Regions from separate parts of the Mus musculus genome. Here region 1 is linked to region 2. A link is a contact called in public HiChIP or PLAC-seq data. All regions are on one chromosome and are shown on one strand. Each heading gives the region's core, a stretch centred on a gene start, on an enhancer-like site or on the middle of the called end of the contact. The rest is flanking DNA. Distances are from core to core; before and after follow the strand shown. Region 1 overlaps F11r (F11 receptor). Region 2 holds the start of Nectin4 (nectin cell adhesion molecule 4).

Evidence for each region. HiChIP or PLAC-seq counts read pairs in DNA pulled down with a chosen protein or histone mark.
Region 1: a contact with region 2 is called in an H3K27ac HiChIP or PLAC-seq map of microglia, with 3 times the contacts expected there. The contact joins the enhancer-like site here to the promoter of Nectin4 in region 2. A contact is called at or near these places in 26 of 39 promoter capture datasets (the 3T3-L1 cell line, 3T3-L1-derived adipocytes, the C10 cell line and 16 more), 5 of 15 datasets of contacts at CTCF or cohesin (CD8 T cells, the NIH/3T3 cell line, large pre-B cells and 1 more), 19 of 484 Hi-C or Micro-C datasets (the Ba/F3 cell line, the C2C12 cell line, the THB-7 cell line and 15 more), 18 of 115 datasets of contacts at active chromatin or transcription factors (the HPC-7 cell line, bone marrow-derived dendritic cells, bone marrow-derived macrophages and 11 more) and 5 of 9 other capture datasets (adipose tissue, embryonic stem cells, liver and 2 more).

Annotation. Positions count from the first base shown.
Region 1 is chr1:171,450,975-171,455,427 of GRCm38.p6, forward strand. All of the region lies in intron 1 of F11r (F11 receptor), which reads left to right. Among named protein-coding and RNA genes, the nearest start is that of F11r, 16 kb to the left of the region's middle. Within about 2 kb of position 2,162, at least 31 of the 459 cell types and tissues checked have an H3K27ac peak or open chromatin away from gene starts, as enhancers often do. A contact at or near this core is called in adipose tissue, hematopoietic stem and progenitor cells, liver and 2 more, where this site is marked.
Region 2 is chr1:171,368,751-171,372,715 of GRCm38.p6, forward strand. It overlaps Nectin4 (nectin cell adhesion molecule 4), which reads left to right and starts at 1,423. Exons shown (of 9, transcript NM_027893.3): 1 at 1,423-1,993. The coding sequence starts at 1,918.

The DNA.
Region 1 (4,453 bases), core at 912-3,411, 83 kb after region 2:
CTTATTCTGCTGCATCCCAGGTACCAGGATTACACCTGTGTGCCACTGTGACAAGCTTTCGCTTGGTTTAGAACCACGAATAAACGAGGACGGCAACATGTTTAACGAGACTGGCTTTACCTCACTCAGTGACCAAGTGGTAATGTCTGACTCTCGTCTGAGAAGGACCTGGTGAGTCTCTCCAGCCCTCCTATAACTCTCACATCCCCTTTTCTGTTCCCGTTGACTTGAGACAGCCAGACAGGCGTTTCTCCCATCTCTTGCTATTTTGGATCTTGCATTAGAAGTTTTCCTGGCTCTTGTTCTCCTTTTGGCTCTCTGTCTGTCCTTCCCCTGCAGCTCTGCAGGTACCAGTGTACAACCTTAGATGCAGGCACCAGCCTCGGCCACTGTGTGCAACACCTGCAGACTCCTCGAATCCCAGGTGCAGCCATCCCGTTTACAAAACAGCGGGAATTAATGTGTAGAGAACGTAAATATTGTTTCAAGATGATTACATTTAAAATCGCTTTGTAGTCTGGAGAGGTGGTGTAAACAAAGAAATCTCAAGCAGTCACTCATAGTTCTAGCCCTCACTCAGAAAGCAGGGGCAAAAGGATTTCTGTAGGTTTGAAGCCAGCCTGTTCTGGACAGGCACTTCAAGGACTGCATAGTGAAATACTGTCTCAAAAAAGAACAAAGCATCGGAATAGAACTAAAACCACTTTGGTTTTAAAATACAGAACTAAGGAGTTTGGGGAGGTTAAAAGCACTTGTTCTGGGCTGGTGAGATGGCTCAGTTGGTAAGAGTACCCGACTGCTCTTCCAAAGGTCCGGAGTTCAAATCCCAGCAACCACATGGTGGCTCACAACCATCCGTAACGAGATCTGACACCCTCTTCTGGAGTGTCTGAAGACAGCTACAGTGTACTTTACATATAATAAATAAATAAATAAATCTTAAAAAAAAAAAAAAAAGCACTTGTTCTTATAGAGGACTGGGGTTCGGATCCCAGGATATCCCCATGATAGTTTATCACCATCCATGTAACTCCAGTTACAGGGGATCCAGTGCCCTCTTCTGACATCTATCTAGGACTTGAGAGATGGTTCATCAGTTAAGAGCTGAATTTGGTTTCTAGCACCAGTGTTTCGAGGCTCACCACCACCTGTAACTCTAGCCCCAAGGGATCTGTTGCTCTCCTGGCATCTGTGGAAACCCACACACATGTGCACACATAAATAAAAATAAAACCTTACAAACAAAAACAAAACTAGGTTTTAGGAGCTGGGAAGGCAGCTTGGTTAGTTCAGTGCTTGTCTCACATGTATGATGGACGCCTTGGATTCAGTCCGCAGTGATGCATGAAATTGTGCATGGTGCAGTATTCCTGTAACCCAGAATTCAGGAGGTGAAGGCAGGAGGTACAGAAATTGGAGGCTAGCCTGCTAGCCTGGGCTATATGAGACCCCATCCCAAACAAAACAAAAATAATAATTTTAGTTTTCTTCTCCCGGAAACTAGAACTTTAAGAATGTGTTAGTATTAAAATATTACAGAGATTGGATTTGGAAACAAGGTTGCTTTGTTTTGTTTTCCCCTGCATTTGCTATCTCCCCATCTGTCATTCCCATTTAAAAATTGGATTTGTTTTTTTAAGATAAACCTCAACAATAGATAGTAAAGTGAAAGGTCTGCTAGGACCTAATTTGTTTGTGTTCTGTGCCACTCAGCAAATACGTAGTATCAGGCACTATGCTAGCGGTTGAGTAATATTTAAATTAACAAACCAGACGTGGTCTCTGCTGTCTGGGCAATTGCTGGAAAGTCGTGGGAGTGTTTATATGTAGCACAGAGTTTAGGACTTTTATTTTCAAGACAGGACAGCCCTGACTGTCCTGAAACTCACTCTTTAGATCAGGCTGGCTCTCAGACTCGGAAATCCACCTGCCTCTGCCTCCCAAGTGTTAGAACTAAAGGCTTGAGAAGTATTTCAGCGGTGTTTCTGCAGGGGGTAATGAAGGCCTAGGGAAGAGGCTCCGAGAGGACTGGGGTGTGGCCGGTCATTTCCCGGAAAGAGAAAAAGGGACTGTTGCCAAACAGGTAATGAGGGGAAAGGGTGTTTCCCACAGCAGAGAAAGCTTGAGCAAAGGCAGGGATTGGGAAACAGCTGGGAAGTGGTTTTGTGTTGCAACAGCAGAGTGGGTGAGAACTTGGGAAGCTTCACACAACTCAGATGGGGCGGGGAATTCTCTTGCTAGATATTTGCATTTTGACACCTATGCTGCCTAGTGTCCTCCAACACTGGCCACAGAGTTGGATCTGCCTTGGGGGGAAGGCTGTGGAGTGTTGAGGTTGAGTAGCAACCACCTTGCAGTTGTACTGAGTTGGTTTGAAACTTTGCTACTGTTCACTGTTAACTTGGTCTGTGGGTAGAGGTCATTCTTCCATGTTTGCTTGGCTAGGTGTTTTGTTTTGAGACAGGCTCTTTCTATGTCTCTGTAGCCCTGGCTGGCTTGGTATTCTGGGGTGTCCTGGAACTCACAGAGGTCTTCCTGCATATCTTTTTTTTGTTGTTGTTTTGTTTTGTTTTGTTTTTTTTTTTTTTGGTTTTTCGAGACAGGGTTTCTCTGTATAGCCCTGGCTGTCCTGGAACTCGCTCTGTAGACCAGGCTGGCCTCGAACTCAGAAATCCGCCTGCCTCTGCCTCCCAAGTGCTGGGATCAAAGGCGTGCGCCACCACTGTCCGGCCCTCCTGCCTATCTTAAAGGTTGGTTAGATTTTTATTTGGTAGACTTCTTAATTGCTCTAGGTCTCGCTTTCTCCATGTTGAAAATGGCAGTCCTGATACTGTCAGCCATCTCTGAGGGTTGCTGCGGCATTTGAGCGGTTGTGTCCCTGTGCTTGTGACACTGCCTGCTCCATTCCAACTGGGACGGAAGATGGATTTCCAGTACAGACTCACAGCTTGAGGAGGCCGAAAGGCTTGTCTTCAGTTTTGTGGCTTTTTGTGTTGTGAGTCTTAGTGAAGGAGGTATATGTGGTGCCGTACACCTGCAGCTCAGTATTGGGGAAGCTGAGGCAGGAGAATTTCAAGTTCAAGGCTGCCTTGATCTACATAGTGAGTCCATGTCTCTTTCACATACAAAAATTAAACATTCAAAGCAAAAAGTAAGAGAAGCTGGAGCTGGAGAGATGGCTCTGTGCTTAAGAGTGCTGAGGACTCAGGTTCAATTCCCAGCATCCATGTGGCAGCTCACAACTATCATCATTGCTAGTTCTAGAGGTTTTTGACTTCCTCTTTATGACTTCTTTGAGCATGGCACACACATGATGCACAGACATCTGTGCAGACAAAACACTCATCCACATAAAAGACAAATAAATGAAATAACACACAAAAAGAGATATTTTGTTTACCTATTTTTGTTTGATTGTTTTGAGACAGGGTTTCTCTGTAACTCTGACCGTCCTGGAACTTGCTCTGTAGACCAGGCTGGCCTCGAACTCAGAGATATATCAGCCTCTGCCTCCTGAGTGCTGGGACTGAAGGCATACGTCACCACACCTGGCTTTAAAAGTAGATTTTTCATTTTAAGTAAATAAAACTTTATAATGGAGAGGATGGAATTTCTCGTTTTGATTTACCATGTAAATTAAGACTATAAGTAAGAGTATGTTGGGGGCTGGAGAGATGGCTCAGCGATTAAGAACTTTGACTGCTCTTTCAGAGGTCCTGAATTCAATTCCCAGCAACCACATAGTGGCTTTTACAGCTATTTGTAATGGGATCCGGTACACTCTTCTAGTGTATGTCTGAAGACAGCTGCAGTATACTCATATAACTAAAAAATAAATAAAATCTTAAAGAAAAAGTAAGAGTATGTTGGTGTCAGAGGTTAAATTAGAGGCGGGTTGCGGGGTACGTCAGTGATGAGGCCAAGGGAATAATAGAGGGCAGGAAAGTGATACATCCTGTTGTAGGCGGGTGTCCATGAGGGAGAGCCCCTAATTTGGTGGGCTGGGGTTTAAAGCTCCCTTGTATAGTGCTCACTGCTTATTTAAATGTGTCGTTGAAGCAAATGTTGATGTCAGAAGGCGAGGTGTGAACAGATGGACTTAGTGATGGTGATGGTGAGGCACAGTGCTTATTTGGTGCCTCCTGTTGGTCAGATGCTGTTCTAAGCACTTTGGAGTTTGTTTTGAGACCGTCTCACTGTCTCATCTCTTACTGGCCTGGAACTCAGTAAGATCCACCTGCCTCTGCCTCCCGAGGGCTGGGATCACGGTGTGTGCACCATTCCAGGCTAAGCCCTTTATTTGTATTGCCTTGTTGGACCTGCACTTTGATGTAGAAATGGTTGTCATCTCCAGTTTACAGACTGCCAGAGTGCTCACAATGGCTGAAGTGGCCTGCCCCAGTCACGCAGTCCAGTAGGAGACGCAGCTGGGGTTTGCACGTGGGTAGCCTGG
Region 2 (3,965 bases), core at 173-2,672:
AGACTGGCAGAAGCTGAGGAAGAAGAGAAGAGAGGAAGGAGCTGGGAAGGCTTCGTGGGAGATGTGGCATTTGGGGTCACTTTTGAGGGATGAGTGAAATTTGTGAGGAAGGGGGCGGAGTGAGGAAGTGGCCCAGTGGTTGGGAGCTTGTATGCTCAAAGCCCGGGTTCAAAGCCTCCACCTCAAAAACAAACAAACAGAAACCTGAACAGGTAGAGCTGGGGAAGTAGCTTATTGATAATTCACTCTTCCTTTCTGTTTCCAGATGAAAAACCTATCTAACAGATATTTTCTTTCTCTGGTTGTCTTTCCATATTCATGGGTATTTTAAAAATTATTTTTGTTCACCATGGGCAGTGGTGGCGCACGCCTTTAATCCTAGCACTTGGGAGGCAGAGGCAGGTGGATCTCTGAGTTCTGAGTTCGAGGCCAGCCTGGTCTACAGAGAAAGTTCTGGGACAATAGGGCTACGCAAAGAAACCATGTCTCAAAAAAGAAAAAAATATATATATTATTGTTCTTGTTGTTTGAGGTAGAGCCTCATATAGCTCAGGATAGCCCAAGACTCTATGTAGCCAAAGCTATCTGAGAAATCTTGATCTTTGAGCCTTCACCTCCCAAGTGCTGGGACTGCATCCAGGTCTGCACCAGCCTGCCTGGCTTCTACCTGTCTTTGAAATTCTAGTGTGCCAGGGATTTTGCCTCTCTCTTTCAGGAGGTAAAGATTCTCCCCTTCTTGTGGCTCCCCAGCTGGCTCTTGGTGGTTACTCTTACTCAGCCAAACTGGAAATATGTGAAGAGATGAGTCTGAGTGTTACTAGAGTACATACAAGGATAGAGTGAAATTAATACCAGCCCCGCAAAGTCCAGACATGCTATGCTGTCCTCCTCATGATCATGGAGGGCCATGCCACAGAGAAGGAGTAGAAGCCCCCTCTTCCTTTTCAAACTCCGGGCCAGGTGTCAAGCTGTGGAGAGATAGTTCTGAGAAGAAACCAAGAATCCACAGAGCTAATTCCTTGGTCAGTCCCTCCACCTTTTCCATGTAGAGAGACGGCCAAAGGAATGCAATGAAGTTCTTTCTCAGAGGTCTCTGAACTGGCTTCCTGCTTCCAGAAAACCACCAGACTAAGCTTGACCATCCTCTGCAAAGTCCACTCTCCGATTTTGGCCTTCTAAAGGATGAGGGACCAGCAGACCAGGGACATCCTCAGTTCTCCCCTGCTTCTGAGCCACTAAAGCTGAGCTTTTCGGGAGTTTGAGGAACTTGTCAAGGACTTCAAGAAACAGCTGACCTGGCTGGCATATGAGACCGTTGGTTTCCTTTTCTCACACAGGGGCCTTGCCCTTGTTCATCTTGGTGCCTTTCTCTTTAAGGCACTCAGCCCTCCTTCTTGCACCCCCCCACCCCCGCACCTCCCCAATTAGGGGATCACAGTTGGGTCCATACTCTTCCAGGTAAAGCCCCTGTTGAGGATGAAACCCCACTGCCCGCACTCAGATCCTTTCCTTCTCTCCTCCCACCCTGGCGCCCATTAGCTAGCCCAGGCCGTGGGGGCGGTGGCTGCGGAGTCTCCTCTCTGTGCCAGGCCCGGCCCCCGGAGACGCACCTGTTCTGACCTGCTTAGCAGGTTCCCAGGTTTCTGCCTTCGTTGTTGGCCACGGCGTGGGAAGCAGCTCTGGGGGAGCTCAGGGCTCCCGAGCACGGCTTCTTGGGGGTAGCCACGGCTGGGTGGGTAGAACTGGGGCCTGGGTCCCCTAGTGGAGACCCCAAGTGGCATAAGCAGGTACGGGCCGTGCCTGGGGACTCGCTGACTTCCTGACTTCTGGGTCAGAGCCTTACCCAGCTCCAGAACCGGCTCCCAGGGAGAACTCCGTGGAACTCCAGAGTCACTGGGCAGGTCTACCTTTCAGCCAATGCCCCTGTCCCTGGGAGCCGAGATGTGGGGCCCTGAAGCCTGGCTGCGGCTGTTGTTCCTGGCATCGTTTACAGGTAGGACTTGCCTGAACCGTCAGGACTCTTGTTTCTGAGTGCTACCTGGCAGAGACAGACAGTCAGACAGACAGACAGACAGACAGACAGACAGACAGACACACACACACACACACACACACACACACACACACACACACACACACATATCCACACAAACTCGCACACAAACACACCACATACACAAGCATTCCCTTCCCTTGGACTCTGTGTGAAGGAGACCATCTCTTTATATCACTCCACAGCGGTGTCCCAGGAAGAACCAGCGTAGCTCTTCCTTCTCAAGTCCCCTCTGAGCCCCAAAGCCAGGCCACTTAATGTCTGCAGTCCTCAACTATCTCTGCCAAAGCCTTGCTTGCCAAGGTCTCAGTACATACATAGATACAAACGTACATACATTCATACATACATACACACACACATGCACACACACACACATATATACACGCATACACATGTATATGTATATATATCTCGAGCAGGTAGGCTGAAAGGTTGTAAGGTGAGAGCCAAGGACCCTGCCCACCCCAGGGCTTCCTGGAGGCTTTATGGCCTACCCACTACTCACCAGGTGCAGGCTACCTGATGCCTAGGGAGTGGGTGGACATTTCTGTGTCCTTCTTCTCTCATGACAATAGTCTGAGCAGGACTGGGGTGCTTGTTGAAGGACTACAGGAAAGCCAAGAGACTCCTCGCCCTCCTTCCCTGGCACACACACTAATAGGTGGGGAATGATAGGGGTTTCCTACATGATTCGGGAGCTTAGAAGATAAAAGGCCTCCTAAATGGAGTCTCTCCATTTTTATTCCTTTATTATCTCGCCGTTTCCTCTGTTGGATGCCTTGGATCATACCTTCTGCCTGCCGAATATACAGAGAAGAGACATAAACTGTAGGGCTGTATCATTTTCAGAGAGGGAGAGTGTGAACACAGGGCGGGGGTGGAGGGTGAGGGGCACAGTGTAGGAATGCCATTGGCTGTTTCTGGGGACTGAGTAGCCGAGAACTCGTTCTCCTTAGAAAGACAAGGCTCTGTCTGCAGAGGATGGCAGGATCCTTAGCCCAAGAGGCAGCAGCGCCAGGGAATGTCAGTAGTCTAGCAGCACCTGGCAATGCCCTCCCAACCCCCATTCTCAGCTGAAGCTCAAGGAAACAGGGTGTAAATGCCTGGACTGGCGCTCTGGTCTTCTAACTAAGGGTCAGTGGTTCACGCTAATCTCAGGATTCTAAGCTCCAGCCTTTGCCACTGTCCCGTACCCCCAGCCCTTACTCTTAATTCCCATCTTCCAGATAGCCCTTTTCAACTTGTTTAAGCCAGAGGGTGGGGCCCTCTGCTGGGCTGGGGAGCCCAACAGTCGCTTTGCTGTAGAATCTACCCACACTTGAGGAATGGATCCCTGCTGTCACCAGGACTTGGGTGGGATCAAAGAGATCGGCACTTCAACTTCTTCATTTTACAGATAGGAAACCAAGAGAAACAGGTCAGTGAGATCTGCAAGATTACTCAGTGTAAACACCCCAGCGTAGTTGAGAGCGTACTGGATTCAGCCAGGATACTAGATGCTGGCAATGGAACAATAAGGATACTATCCCTGCCTCCCCTTTCCATGCTCCAAAACTGTCCTTTCTAATAGAAGAAGCTCGGTAAAGAGGGAAAGAACTCCTGGCTAGAAAAATCACCCCAGACTTCACCAGATCTGAGAGCAGCTATTCGGAAGAGAAAGGCTGGCTCCAGGATTGCCCAGGAAGCTAGAAACTAATCACAGCTCACTGTGCTTCTGCCGCGATGACCTACACAGAGATGAAGGCCACTCCCAGGGATCCTGGAAACGTGGAGAGTCCTATCATCTCCATCCTGGCTTCTCTATGTGTTGGCATGTCTTTAATGGCCCTACGAACCTAGACTAAATTTTATGTCTCTGAACATCTTTTGAATTTGGAAATCAGGAGCCTTGAGTTCTGATTCCATTTCT